Linked DNA regions of Mus musculus: regions 1 and 2 are each linked to region 3. A link is a contact called in public HiCAR-type and promoter capture Hi-C data. All regions are on one chromosome and are shown on one strand. Each heading gives the region's core, a stretch centred on a gene start, on an enhancer-like site or on the middle of the called end of the contact. The rest is flanking DNA. Distances are from core to core; before and after follow the strand shown.

Evidence for each region. Promoter capture Hi-C pulls out the DNA fragments that hold promoters and counts their contacts. HiCAR-type assays count read pairs that join an accessible place to other places.
Region 1: a contact with region 3 is called in a HiCAR-type map of astrocytes, with 3 times the contacts expected there. The contact joins the promoter of Tmem242 here to the promoter of Mpc1 in region 3. A contact is called at or near these places in 1 of 39 promoter capture datasets (the 3T3-L1 cell line) and 1 of 115 datasets of contacts at active chromatin or transcription factors (astrocytes).
Region 2: a contact with region 3 is called in a promoter capture Hi-C map of pre-B cells, with 3 times the contacts expected there. The contact joins the promoter of Qk here to the promoter of Mpc1 in region 3. A contact is called at or near these places in 2 of 39 promoter capture datasets (cranial neural crest and pre-B cells).

The regions. Positions count from the first base shown.
Region 1 is chr17:5,437,361-5,442,517 of GRCm38.p6, forward strand. It overlaps Tmem242 (transmembrane protein 242), which reads right to left and starts at 2,900. Exons shown (of 4, transcript NM_027457.4): 1 at 2,773-2,900; 2 at 2,172-2,272. The coding sequence starts at 2,857.
Region 2 is chr17:10,317,248-10,322,153 of GRCm38.p6, forward strand. It overlaps Qk (quaking), which reads right to left and starts at 2,114. Exons shown (of 8, transcript NM_001159517.1): 1 at 1,485-2,114. The coding sequence starts at 1,626. It overlaps Gm46608, which reads right to left. Exons shown (of 1, transcript XM_017317774.2): 1 at 2,404-4,906. The coding sequence starts at 3,098. The coding sequence ends at 2,472. Cahm (colon adenocarcinoma hypermethylated RNA) reads left to right here and starts at 2,672. Exons shown (of 1, transcript NR_037588.1): 1 at 2,672-3,894.
Region 3 is chr17:8,281,558-8,286,327 of GRCm38.p6, forward strand. It overlaps Mpc1 (mitochondrial pyruvate carrier 1), which reads left to right and starts at 2,230. Exons shown (of 5, transcript NM_018819.5): 1 at 2,230-2,404. The coding sequence starts at 2,334.

The DNA of each region.
Region 1 (5,157 bases), core at 1,650-4,149, 2.8 Mb before region 3:
TATCTGTAGTGAATCTGCTGTAAATGCTTTCTTATATTTTTCACTGATAGCTGCGGTGCATGAATAAAACTCGGCCTCACACTGACATGGTTAGAACAAGAAGTATTTTATTAGCTTATCTTCTTTGTAATATACCAGTACTAACAAAAATGTCTTCTGAAGGTTGGTTGCCATATGGAGTCCTATTAATAAAAATTTCTGCCATTTGTAACATTCAAATCCACCAGTCAGCTTTGCACTTTGCTGGACACTACCCCATGCGAACTGACTACAGAAGGTATCGGTATCTGCATTATACAGATCTTTCAACTGTTGATCCCATGTGTTAAACAGTTTTTTAAAATCATCAAATCATGACATCTCACCAGCAAAGCTGTTAAGTATGGAGAAGCTGTCAAGTGGACGCTGGTAGTTACGAGTGAGTCTAAGTGTTCTCAATTGAAAGCTTATTAACACTGTCAACAAAGACTGACAACCGCTTTCCTCAAGAGCCAGGCCTACTTTGTGTTTTTAAGAAAATGCCTGCCCCAAACACGCCATTTCTGAGTGACTGGCAGTCTGTGGGGGATACCCTGATTCAGCTGGTAAGGCATCTGTGGCTTCTTGAGCAGAAGTGCTTTGTGCACACTCCCACCTCCCATGACTTTACAAGTCAGGTGTTGCCAGGTGTCATTATTGAATAGTTCATAATTTTACCGCTTCAACAATGACACTTGCCTAATGCTGGTTCCTTTTAATTATTTTAAAAACTACTGCTGCGTCCCACAACACAGTACACAGAGACTGCAAGGACTGTTTATGTGACCACCACCATGAGTATGCCACTGCTCTATGCCATCAGTGTGCATCTCTAAACATGAACAGGGAATGAGTTGTCTCAAGGACCATCAGGAGTTTTTGGACCACAGTGTACAAGTGTGTTAGAGCACAAGTGGCATGTCTTATGATCCAGCCCCAGAACAAAACAAAGAACCAAGCTGTTAGTATGTGGAAACAAGACAATCCCTGGGTTTTTCTCATTATCAGATTCTTAAACAGATTAAACCTGTGGTTTCGAAACCAAACACAGCTTGGCTGTAAAGCACCAACACTGGTTAGGTCTTAACGACATCTGCCACAAAGTAATTTCTTCTCTAAAAGTATTACATGGTAGAGGGAGAAAATGGCCCATCAGAGGAGCCACAGAAGTGATCTTAGTAGCTCCATAACCCTTTAGAGTATTGAGAGGGAATTGGAAAGCATTTTAGATACATTTTAGTCTCCTGTCATTATAGTATTCAAAGCTTAAGTATGACTATTACAGATAAGTGGAAGGGAATTCAATTGGTTTATGGTTTTTCACATAACATTTGTCTGTAGCACACATCAAGCTAATTGCATAGTTATTGGTGTGAATATCTAATTGTGTCTCTCACAGCAGACATTTAAATTCCCGAGGGAAAGACATGTTTATTTTTGTACCCTATCCACCTTAATCATAGAGTGCCTGAAACATAAAGGATCCCAAGTAAACACTTACTGAGGCGAACAGTAAGTCAGCAATATGGGTGGGAGGGGAAAAGACAAGACATTATAAGCAACTACAATACACATCAAGAAATTCCCCACCAACCAGGGAAAGCAGGCACACGACAAACAGCAAATGTACAATCCTGCTAACAGAATAATGATCTTCTGTCTCTAGTGGATATAGTTAGTCACCCAACACTTTATGAGCACCTACTGTGTGCCAGGCACTTTATAGCGACTGCGGCCCTTGCATTAAAACACAAAAACAAAGTTTTCACTCATTCTAAAAAAATGTTAAAATTTTAACATCTATGAAATAAATATACTTCTTGCAACCAGCACCAATAGTTTAAGTGATATTGCTTTTCTTTCAAAGCAAGGTCTCTTATTATCAATACTAAATTACTTATTCATGCTGTAGGGAAAACAATGTTTCCAAAGTTTTGCTCAGTTATTCTTCAAAGCCTCATTCTGTTAATTTTTAAGGAAGCACACGGAAAAAAAAATCAAGACTGACAACTAGTATACTTCTTAAACCCATGAGGGTTTGTGGGTGTATTTTCAAAACCATGTGAATGAAGGTCACTATTTTTTCCTATGCAAAAAGCTGTCCTTTGTTAAAAACAATAGCAATGCTATGAATGGATTTCAGAGTCACAAACCTTATTGAACCACTCAGGGCTTTTCTTTTTAGCTAATGATAATGTTGTAACAAATCCAGCTAGCATTCCCGCTGCGGCTGCAGAACCAAGGAAAATTCCACCTGCCAAGAATTGAGAGAAGGGATTAAAAATAAAACTTAAATTAAAGAGAATTGCACAACGAAGTATCAGAAACTTTCAGGATTACATTCAAAACTCGAAACATCATGGCTAGGCGGCTCTTGTGAAGTGGGTCTGAGAAACCTGCGTGATCTCACGACCTCGGGTTTCTGGTTCAAGGGTACGCTCTGAAGCTCAGTTCTTCAGGGCTGAGAATGGGTTTTTTTCCCTTCTCTCTGTCCTCAAGGACAGCAGCGCGAAGTTTTTCCACGGGAAGAAGAGATCGTGGCAATCAGAAAAGGGCAGGGCACAAGAAAAACTATAGATAAGGATGGGTAAATACAGTATGGACTGGAGAGTAGATGGCAGGATTTACCCGCCCCTGCCCAAGGAGACTTCACCTGGTGAGTGACATATGGGCCCCACTGGCTGAGTTCAGAATAAGGGCTCTCAGAAAAGAATGTGTTCCGGAACATCACATCCCAGCTCAGAGCAAGCATACCTTTAACCAGAAACAACCGATCGTCCGGAGACCCTGGAGCTTCTAATTCAGAGGACTCCCCGGGCCCAGGACCCGAGGTCTCCATTTTAAAGTCTCCTACTCTACTGTTTCCGTTACCAAAGAGGCCCGAGTGGAAGCTCAAGGGAGAGAGAAGAAAGGTTCCGCGGCTGCCTTCCCTGTGCAACCTGAAGAAAGGTCCGGGTTTCCCACTTTCCCCGCTTAACACTCTTGCAGTGAGAGAAGACAGAAAGGCTGCTCTCTGTCCCAGCCCAGAGCCGAGGGCGGCGCCCCACAAGACGGCCCTCCTGGGAGGATCACTCGCCTTCTTGCAAGGTGATGATCTGTTGGACTTTAGTAAGGTTTTGGGTTTTTTTTTTTTTGGTTTTGTTTTGTTTTCCCTACTTGGAAGAATACTCAGTTCCGACTCTAGGAGGCAGTGAGAGGTCGCAAATGGAGCCGGGAGCCCATCTGCCTGGCTTGGATCCTGGAGCTGTTTACCACTCCAGATACACTTGCACTGCTTCTAAGGATTTGGTCCGCACTAACAGACCACGATTCTAAAAAGCAAGCCTCAATATTTTCCCCGCTTCTTTCTGAGAAATTTCGAAATAGTTATTTCAGGGTTAAGTGACATGCCCAATTCTGGAAGAGAAACATCTCACCAGCTTCGAAGCACACGCCCTTCCCAAGATCTGATTTGCCCGCCCCCAGTGGACGCGCTGGGCTGGCTAAATGATTGAATGAACTGAGCCAATCTAGAGAGCAGAGTACAGAGGCCCTCTCTCAAAGCTTATTAACACGGGCTCCAAGGCTGCCCCGGACTTGCTGGGATCCTTAGCAGCCTGCAAGCAGGCCTGGGAGGACGATGTGCCAGGGTCTACGGACAGAGTAAATGGCTATTGAGGGAAGAGTAGTGGGAAGTAGCCAACGTTTTCAGCCTCTCAAAGGGAGACCTAAGACATATGGCATCATCTTTTAAAATGAAGCCAGTTCTTTAGCCTCTAGCCTTTTTCTGAGCACTTTAAGGGCATGGGCATCTTGAGGGTGGAGATTGTTATCTATACTCATTTGATATTCCCCAGCTCTCAGTGTATTACCTGGTCATGTATAATAAATGCCTGTCCGAGGGACGGGTAAATGAAAGCATTAGTTTTTGCAGCAGTTAAATGCATTTATTAGCTCAGACCTGCGTTCAGGTCGTAAAGCACTTCTTATTTGTGTGAACTTGGTGTTTGCCATATAGCCTCTCGTTACCTCGTTCCCCTCAATTATTAACTATGGAAACAGTACCTCACAGGATTTTTGAATGAAGAGGTGCGTGTGTGTGTGTGTGTGTGTGTGTGTGTGTGTGTGTGTTGTACATCCCTCTTGACCACTTGAAAAGCTGATACAAGAGGATAAATTCAAATCTAACCTAGGTAACAAGACCCAGTTTCAATCTTTTAAAAGTTATGAGTGTGATGGAGTTAGCATAGTGTCTGGCACACATAATATGCGTTTTAATTGCTGTTATCATTGATTCTAGTAGTTTTTAAAGCATTACATACGAACGGTTAAAGCTGCCCAGTCTCTCCCATTAGAGACTTTATCTCTGAAAGTCTGGGGCAGCATGAGATCTGATGCTAGGCTTGGTTGAGGACAACTGCTCTGTTTCTGTCCAGTTCCTTAGAAGCCTAGTTTCAGAGTCTGGGAAGGCCCCTTACAAGTGGGCAAATACTGTGCCCACTTGTAGGCACTTACAAGAAGGACTTATACTTCTCCTTTCCTGTCACATATAATAATAGTGACTATAGCTGCTAACATATTGGATGCTTCCTATATGCCCTTGCTATATCTTTTTGGGTCACTGAGAGCCCATCAGGTGATACTGTTCAGAGCTGGCAGAATTTTTGAACCATGAGGCCTAGTGGTTCAAAGTCACTGAGAGGTGTGGCCTATAAATCCAGCTTTGGCTAATTCAAGAGGGACTGTGAGACCACAGCCTCTTCCTCTTCCTGTCCTTGCTCTGTTCAAGGCCAGAATGGATGCCAGGTGTGGTGGTGCATGTGGGTGTGTTGCAGAGCAGCCTTGTGTACATAAGAAGTTCCAGACCAGCCAGGGATACATAGAAAGACCCTATTAAAAGAAAAGGACGACTTTGCTCTGCTGCTGAAAGACCCACAACGTGAGGACTCCCCCACGTTCTAACTCAGGATAGGCCACACCCCAAATCACTCACGAGAAACAGTCTTGATGCAAACTGCAAGAGGTTTATTTGGGAAAGACCAGTGCACTGGGGACGACTTGTATCCCATGCAGGGGTAGAGGAGTTGACCACGAGCTCAAGGGGTCAGGAAAACAAAAGAGGAAACACAGACAAACAAGATCAGTGCACTGGGGACAACT
Region 2 (4,906 bases), core at 864-3,363, 2.0 Mb after region 3:
GAATAGTGACAAATGAAGTCATCTAAAAATTTAAGTTTCAACTGCACCTAATATAGGTCAGATTATTAAGCATACTATTTTGTTCCAAACATTTCCAAGGTTAAAAAAAAATAACTGGCGCCCCTTAGCGCTCACTTTTGGAAATACTCAATTTAAGAGCTCCAGCTTTCTTTTTTTTTTTTTGGACATTCCAGAAAGTTTTCTGCCTCCACAATTTTTCAAATGCCAACACAAATAGGAAAGGCAAAAACCCTTAAAGGGGCAGTTCAAGTTTTTTCTCCAGGGCAATTTAACACTAACAAATATACCAACCCAACAATAAAAAATGCCTCTTTCGATGTGTTGCTGTTGCATGTTCATGTGTAATAGCTGAATGTTTTCTGTTTTAAATACTGCCCAAAGCTCCCCATCCAACGGAAGCTCTGAGGATGACTCTTTAATCATCTTTTAGCTCGGGAGTCTTTTGTTCTTCCCTGACATGCCAGCAGATATCCCCAGCTATCTCTAAAATTTTTCGACATTCTTCTCAAGATCCTAAAATCCATGTTCATCTGTACAACATAGTTTTCCGCTTCCTTTAAACAGTCCACTCAGAGACTTTAAAAGAGAAGACAGAAACTACTCGCTACTCGATTTAAAACAGACTTGTTGGTCCTATCCCACCCCCCAACCCCGCCCCGGGCGTCCACAGAAACCTACAGCTACTGGGAACTAACACTCCAGGTCGCTGCTATGAGTAGTTCCTAAAGGAATTCCAGAGCTGACCAGCATTAATCTCCAGTCAGTCTTCGCTCCCCACAGCGCTCCTAACTCGGCTTGTGCAAACTTCTGCTCTATTTTATCCCCGTCCTTTCAAACTTCCAGCTCCCCGCCCTGCAAACGCAGGCGGCTACGCCGGGAGCGAACCCTCCGCCCCAGTTCTTCCAAACTCGGATTCCGTTCAGGTCTGTCCTCGCGGTATTTCGTACTCCTCCCCCACCACCACCACCACAGACTAAAGAAAAAAAAAAAAGTGAAGTTAAACTCCCAAACAGTTCTCGCTTCCCCAAACAAAAGGACAAAAAGTGTTCTACTCTGTCATTTCGTCCTCGCCTTCGGCCACATAAGCACTACTTTTCTTCGGTACCCTACGTGATTCCTGGACATCTCGGGGTCCGATCGGGTACTGCGGGCCACGCAACTCTACCGAAAAGAGCCCGCTAAGCCGGGGCTCCGCGGGCCAGGCGAGGCGGAGCTCGGGGAATCGCGTGGCCCCGCCGGGCCGGCCGAGATGGCCGGGATGGCGGGGAGCCTAGCCGCCGCGCCGTCGGGAGCCGGCCGCAGCCCCGCAGCCCCGCGCGCTCCCGGGTCCGCCCTCGGGCCTGGCCCGGCCCCGGCCGGGCCGCGAGCCGCCCGCGCCGCCTTTGTGCGCCCGCCCGCCCGCCCGCCTGACCTTCCCGCCGCCCCGCCATCCCGGGCCGCCGCGCCGGGGCCGGGCGCCTCACCTTCGTCCAGCAGCCGCTCGAGGTGGTTGAAGATCCCGCAGAAGTTGGGCAGGCTGCTCATGAGCTTCTTGTCGTTCATCAGCTGCATCAAATAATCTGGGGTGGGCTTCGGCTTCTCCTTCGTTTCCATTTCCCCGACCATATTCCAGGCTCCGCAGCTCACTCCGCCCGCCGCCGCCGCCGCCGGAGGAGAGGAGGGAGGGGCGGGGGCGAGCTCCGGCCGCCGGCCGCTCGGGACGCGGCGTCCCGCTCCGCGCCGGCTCCCGCTCCGGCTCCCGCGCCGAGCCCCGGGGCGGCCGGCTCCGCGCGCCCGCCCGCCCCCCGCAGGCACTTTCGCCCGGCCCGACGCGCCGCGGCCGCCGCTCCTCGGCCGCCCGGCGCGGCTCCCCTCGCGAGGCCGGCGGCAGAGGCGGGTCTCGGGCCGAGCGCGGCGCGGGGCCGCTGCGCCGCGAGGAGCCGGGGGGCCGCTCGTCGGCCGGTCGCGCCGCCTGCGCCGGAGCTCGCGAGTCTGCGGTGCTGTCCGCCGCGGCGCTCCGCGTTACCGCCGCCGCCGCCGCCGCCGCGCTCCGACTGCGCTCCTCCTCTTCCTCCGCGGCTCTCCTCCTCCTCACTCACTTGGCGGCGGAGTTCGCCTCAGTTCAGGCGGCGCCGCCGCCCCTGGCCGCTCGGGCGGGACGGCCGGCGCAGGGCCGGGCCGCGGCGGGGAGGACGCGCGCCGGTGGCCGCCCGCGCGGGGCCGGGGTCGCGGCTGAGGGGGACGCGGGCGGCGGCGCTGGCTCGTCGGCGCGCTGTTGCTGAGGCGGCGGGCGCGGTCGGGTGCGGCGGCTGAGAGGAATCCCGGCGGGACTCTCCGCGACGCGCTGCGCTCGCCGCCGCCCGGGCCTCGCGTCCGCGCGCGTTACTATAGTTTGGGTTTTTTTTTTTTTTCTTAAACCTCTTCGTCCACCTTCCTCGCTACCCCCTCAAAAAAAAAAAAATTTTTTTTTTTTAAACGTCCTGTTGCTTCACTGGGGACTCTCGGGTGGGCGTCACGTGTCCAGACACGTAGCCGAGAGGCTGAGAGCGCGTGCGCGCGTCGAGGACTGTGACCACGCCCCTTCCGAGGGTCGCTCCGCCCCACCTGGCGGAGAGCGCGCCGTGGGGGCGGGGGGTGGGGGGGAAGCGGGCCTGGAGCGCGCCTGCGTGGGGGTGGAGCGGGACGAAGATGGCCTGCGGACGGAGGAGCGGGACCGAACCGTTCTGGCGCGGCGCCCACCTCGCGGGGCGGGAAACCCGGCCGTCGGATCGCTTGGGGTGCGAGGTGGCGGCGGACTGAGTTGGCGTGGGCGCCCACACCGCAAGTGTCTCCGGCGGTAGGGACTCCAGTGAGGTTTCCCCTGGAGCCAGCGCCACGCGTGACGGGCCTCGCGTTGCCGTGGGCTGCGAGGCGGCCCCGGACCGTGGGCGGAGACGGCACACGCGTGCGCACCCACGGGCGTGCGGGCGGGCTCTGTTCCATGCGGCGTGACGCGCGGTTCCGTTAATCCTCACCGCAGGTTCCAGTCCCTGGTGGCGGAGGCGCTGGCTCCTCAGCGGTGCGGCCCCCGCACAAGGGAGCCTGTGTGAGGAGTACATATTCGGGGAAAAAACGAAGTGGCCAACGCCTATTTTTACCTACTTGACAAAAATAAATAAATAAATGACAGGCAGAGGGCCAGGACAGGGGCTTTCTATGGCGTGTAGAGGAAGTTCTGCCGGTTACATTTGTTTCGGAAACAATGTTCCGAATTGCAGCAATGAAGTCCTGCGATTTATAGAAGCTGTCGGTCATTAAATCTGCATCATCCCTGTTTTGTTGCAAGTTCTCTATAACATGCTCCATTAAAATGTAGACAAGATTGTCAAATTAACCATTTTGAGAGTTGGCCCTGGCTATAATTTTCTGGGAATCATCTCACTGTATTTTAAATGTGTACGTAAGCAGGCTAGTTGGATTGCTTTTTTTGTTGTTGTTGTTTTAAACTTTGATTTACGCGATTTCTAAAGAGCATTTTCGAAGTTTGTGTGGTACCAACGGTATTTAAAGCAATTTTACTCTTTTCCTGGCCAGTAGCTTCTGATTATTTTATTTAAAGACTACAGTTTGGGTTGGTTTGGGTTTTGGTTTTCTAGTTGTCCATTAAACTACGTTTTTTAGAGCAAATGATGAACAAAGTTAACATGTAATTGAAATAATTTTAATTTTCCAACAATGGCTATAGTAGTTCTTAGTACTATAGATAATCCCTTAATTATCTCTAAACAATAAATTAGTGAAAGCATGGAATAATTTGATCAAAAAGCTGTTACTACATTTTCTAAATCTTTCTTCAGAATCTAGAAAAAAACGAGGTTTCTTTCTTGTATATTATTAAAAAATATTTTGTCACTGAATTATTATACATTGTCTGTGTTTGTGCAAGAGAAGTCCCCTTTGTAAGTTGGTCACACTTATAGGCCCTTTGGTAACTGCTCTCCCTCTATAGCTCAATCAGAGCAGTCCTGTACCTTAGGCAATCCTGGCAGCCCCAAGTTTTACATAAGAGGAAACCCCTGAAGAGGAAGAGGGAAACTGAATAATTTTATCCAGCACTATAGCCAATGAGCCCTATCTGCTGTTCAAATCCATGTATATTTTATACCAGAGTGCCCCCATCCCCATTTTACTGACCCTATCCAGTAAATCCTTTGAATTCATTACAGTGTTACATAATTTTTGACCCATATGTCCAACCACTTTTATAATGTAGTTGAATGAAAATAATAGGCAATATTCATTCACCATGGCTCAATCCCTGGTGGACCCATCACTTGGAAATAGTAGCCATTTAGTGCATTTTCTCTTCCCCTGCTTAGTTTTGCCTGATTTCTCAGGTTAAGAAAAAAAATATCCAGAGTTTCCCAAGACCTATTAGGCCCCAAGAGATGTTGCTGCCCAAGCTCACTAGATGGACTCCTCATGTGTCTTGACCTCTACACATGCTTGGCATCTGTAGGGCTCTGGGCTTGGTGTACCCTTGTAAAGTTTTCCCTAGTTGCCCAAAAGCCCCACTCCAGCTCCCATATGCCACCTCTATTTTTTGTTAAATGTTTAGTTGTTTCTGTCACATTTCTCACATGCCATGTCAGATCTGTGCGTCAGTTTGTTTGCCATCAGAGACTCTCACGCTTTGAGAGTTCCTAACCCCAACAACAGCACATGTGTAGGCTCTCATGACTTTGGTGTTCAAAGAGGAGTGTCATTAGCTAGTTGCATACTTGAGGTTAAAATTCTTACCTGATTTAGTTCCTTCAGTGCTTCCCCCGACACGTGGGGAGGTGTGAGTAGCCATATTTGAACTGAGATGGTTGGTTGCCTAGGAACAGCTTAGTGGCTAGTGGAGGCAGTCCAGGACTGTACAGCA
Region 3 (4,770 bases), core at 980-3,479:
TCTATCCATATAATGAAACACTGATTGATCGATTGACTGATAGAGTCTCACTATGAAGCTCTAGCTGTCCTAGAATGCACTAGGTAGACCAGGCTGGCCTCAAGCTCAGAGATCTGCTTCCTGAGTTCTGGGATTAGAGGGGTTCACCACCATGCCCAGATTACAATAAAACATCCTTTTAACAGAAGATGTCACAAGTTCCAGGCCAGCCAGGGCTACACAGTAAAAAAAAAAATTACTTTCCTCCATCTCATGTCCCTTCCGTTACACTTAGGGGTAGCCACTGTCAGTGTTGTCCCAATATCTTTGCACACAAAAACATCGCTGAGCACAAATGAGTAACATACTTTATACAATAGTCCACACATTTTTTCCTGCAGATAAATACTATAATTACTTAGCACTAGAACATAAATAACTTGTTTTCTTGCCTAGTCGCTATCTAAACCAGACTGGTCTCAGAACTCATAGGAGGTCTGCCTACCTCTGCCTCCCACTTGTTAGGATAAAAGTGTACACTACCAGGCCTGGTTTATTACTAATTTGCAGTTATTTAAGACAGGATGTCATGTAGCGCAGGCCAGCCTTGAATGGGTCCTCTTTTCTCTCTCACCTGCTAAGTTACACACTATGACACACGCTGGAACGCCTTGAGGATTGTTTCCATATTAAAATAAGCTCCACAAACTAGCCTTTCCAGGGACAGCTCTAGAAAGGAATTGCTGGCCAAAGGGAATGTCCATTCTTAATACTTATGCATTCCCTTGAGTGTTTGGTTTAACTTCCTATATTCATTTCTGCCAGTGCATTCCAGACTTCATATTCCCCAGTGGCATTCTAAATTACTCAACTTTCCTTGATTTGAGGTATAATCCCCAAATTGTGCTTTTGTTGTTGTTGCTGTTTGTGTGTTTTTTTTTTTTTTTGTTTTGTTTTTTTTGCCTGGCCTTGTTTTTTGTTTTTCGTTTTTTAAATTTTGTTTGAGACAGGGTTTCTCTGAGTAGCCAGGGCTACAGAACTAGCTATATAGACACGGCTGGCCTTGAACTCAAATCCTCCTGCCTCTGCCTCTGCCTCTGCATCTTCGGTGCTGGGATCAAACTCATTTGCCACCAAGGCCCGCTTCAGGTTCGGTTTTGGTAAGGAAGAGAGTCCCCTCTATTCTCGGAAGATTGTTAGAATAAACCGGCAAAAATTAAATCTGAGAAAAGCTGCACATATTTACTATGCATAGAAGGGGAAAACCACAGAAGATTACCATTCGTTTAATAACTTTCGCCCCAAGCCCCACCCCGAGGACTCAGTGGTGACCTTGAACTTCCCACCACCCAGCCTGGTTTACGGCAGTGCTGGAGATGGAACACAGCCAGGGCTTCCGGAGCAAACCTGGCAAGAGCGCTGCAGTCCGGGCCCTGCAGACCCTTCCCTATAAGGGGAAGGTCGTCTTCAGCCTCCTTTTGGTAAACAAAGACTGACACTGGCACGAACTCAGGGGACGGGCCTTAGCGACCCTTAGCGCGGTGTGGCCTACTCGGGTGTGGCTGCGAGCAGCCTGAAGGCAGTTGTGTTCTTCACGCGATCCGGTTTACGGCGGAAGGGATTCTGTCACCTTTCCTCTCCTCAAGAGTGGTAGTGGTGACAGGAAATGTAGCCAGGCCCTTCTCATTACCTCCGGCTCAACTCTCTCTGCATTCTGCCCCCCCCCCCCCCGCCATGTCTGGGGTGTGGCTCTGAGCCTCTGCGGGTGTACAGGCTAAAGCTGCAGTATGCACGCTCCGGGCACTTATGTAACCTGTGCTTTCCACACGTGGGCAGCCACACTTCTGGAGACTGAGGCTCTTAGCTATTTTTAACTGCCTCCCTCCTCTGCACTCGGTGACTCCATCCCAAGCCGGTCGCCGCCGGTTTGCAGGATCTCACCGTCTCTGTGCAGCCGCCCGCGGGGCAAAGGGACAGGCGAGGGGTGACAGGAGCCCGACCTGCCCACCACGCCCCGCTGAGACCCCGGAAGCCTGCCCAGGACCCCCGGGCAGAGGAGTGTCACCCTCGCAGCCCCTAGCAACCGCCAGTCGTCCGGGCCGCCGGGCCCTTTTACGACGGCAGCCCCGCGGCGCGCACCGCCCCGAGGGCAGGCGGGGGGTGTGTCGACCGCGGCAGCCAATCCCGGACGCGCTCTGCGGTCTAGCGCGTTCTCATTGGTGGAGCGCCGAGCGGTCGTAAGGCTTCTCCGAGTGTCGTGAGGCGGGCGCTGGGGTGAGAGCGCCGAGGGCCTCAGCCGAGTCCACAGCGGTGTCATCTGTCTAGGTAGCGGCTTCACCGCCAACGGCACGGCCATGGCTGGAGCGCTGGTGCGCAAAGCGGCGGACTATGTCCGGAGCAAGGACTTCCGGGACTATCTCATGAGGTGAGCGTCATGGTAGGCCGTGGGGGAGCCGCCCGCTGCGGGAAAACCCTGCGGCGCCGTGCCAAGGTAGGAGAGCGGCGCACGGGTGGAACGCGCTCCTACCGGTGCCCGAGGGGACGGCGCTCCCGAGGGTACAGCAAGTGACCGAGGGGATGGCGCTCCTACCTGTGACTAGGAGGGCAGAAGGGACAGCGCTCACACCCGTGCCTGAAGGGACAGCAGGACTCAGGGGACGTAGCTCCCACCCGTGACCTAAGGGACCGCAGGTTACTGAGGGTACAGCGCTCTTGGTTAAGGCGACCTAGGGAATGGCAGGTGACAGGGAACAGCTCCAGCCCCGCGAACTGAAAGACATGGTGTGACTGGGGACCCCGCCCCAACCTGTGCCGGAGGGGACGCCTCTCCCACCCATGCCCGAGGGGACAGCGCTCCCACCCGTGACTGAGAGGACGACAAGTGACCGAGCGGACAGCGCTCCCGGGCAGGACGACCCAGGGAATGGCTGGTGACAGGGAACAGAGCTCCAGTCCTTGACTGAAAGACGCGGTGTGACTGCAGGGACGCCGCTCCGGCTCGTGACCGACCGGACGAACACCGCTCCTGGGCAGGCAGTCAGGATGCCCTTGCGTGGGTTGACGTGGGGACACTGGGTGCTACCATCCCCCTCCTCGTCTCCCGGCCCGGGACTTGGCGGGAGCGGTGCTGGAATGTGCCGGGATCCGGGTAATGGGAGCTAGAATTTGCAGCACAGAGGGCGGGGTTTTTTTTTTTTTTTGGTTTTTTGTTTGTTTTTTTGTTTGTTTGTTTTCCATTTGACGGTGCTTGGGGGAGGGGGACCGGACAATCATGTGTCGCAGCCACGCAGTGCGTCTGAGAAGAGGCATTTACTTGCAAGGTGTGTGTCCCGAGGGCTTGACATTGAGAGGTTGAAGAAGCACTTTCCAGAATTCATTTTCAGTTATAATTTCCTGGTGCCTGATTCTATTTTAAGGATCTCACAAAATTTAGAAACCGATTACAATATTTCCAAGCATAGTTTTATTTTCTTGTGATTTTAAAGTTAGATAAGTGGAGGGCTGCTTTTTAATTTTCTTCTCAGTGGTCAATACCGAGCCTGCCAGTGGTGGCATTCGCCTTTAATCCCAGCACAAGGGAGACAAGCTGGAGGATCTCTTGAGTTCAAGGCCAGCCAGTCTACAGTAGTATTGTAGTTAATAGTAAATACTTAGTGCCTTGAGTTTCTACAACTGTCTTACTCATCCGTCTTCACCATCTTGATTAATGTCTTTTCCTTTGCGAGGCGCTTCTGTTTCCCTGGGACCCGCCTTCATGCCTGGGCTCAACCCCCAGTGCACCGTGCTGCTGCACTTGATTTTTGATAAGACTCAGATCAAGAACTTTCTATATTTCTAGGTCTGTTTTCTTAACAGTCCCTCAGTCCCTCCCCCACCCCCGTTCTTTTTTGTTTAATATTGAGTCTCAAACTCAGGTCCTGTGCCTTAAAAGGCCTACAAAGTTATACCCTCAGCCCTCGATTCTTTTTTTTTTTTTTAATTTTATGTATTTGATGTGAACCTGAGTATATGTACCTATGGAGGTCAGAACAGGCATCCTGGAACAAGCATGCAGACAGTTGAGAGCCTTCATGTAGGTCTGGCAATGAAAACCAGCTCTTTTGTAAGAACAGTAGCGTCATTACCTGCTGAGTCATTGAGTCATATATCTCCCCCCCCCCCCCCCCGAGACAGGGTTTCTCTGTGTAGCCCTGGTTGTCCTGGAACTCACACTCTGTAGACCAGGCTCAACTTCAAACTCAGGAATCCTCCTGCCTCTCCGCCTCTCTCAAGTTGCTGGGGTTAAAGGCGTGCGCCACCACTACCTGACTCCAACCACTTTCTTAGTTTTACTTTTGGGTGCTTTGTTTTAAAGATTTATATTTTTTTATGTATATGAGTACAATGAAGCTGTCTTCAGACACACACAGAAGAGGGCATCGGATCCCACTACAGATGGTTGTAAAGCACCATGTGGTTGTTGGGAATTGAACTCAGGACCTTTGGCAGAGCATCGCTCCAGCCCTGTTTTGTTTTTGAGACAGGATCTCTACATATCTCTGCATGTCTTGGAACTCATTAGACCAGGCTGGGCTTGAATTCACAAAGATCTTCCTGCCTCGCAGCCTCTCTCTCTGCCTCTCTCTTTGCCTCTCTCTCTGCCTCCTGCCTCTCTGCCTCCTGCCTCTGCCTCCTGAGTGCTGGGAATAAAGGTGTACACCACCACATCTGGATTTTCAAAGTCTTCTTTAAAAAAACTATTTCCTGCTGGGCGTGGTGGCGCACGCCTTTAATCCCAGCACTCGGAAGGCA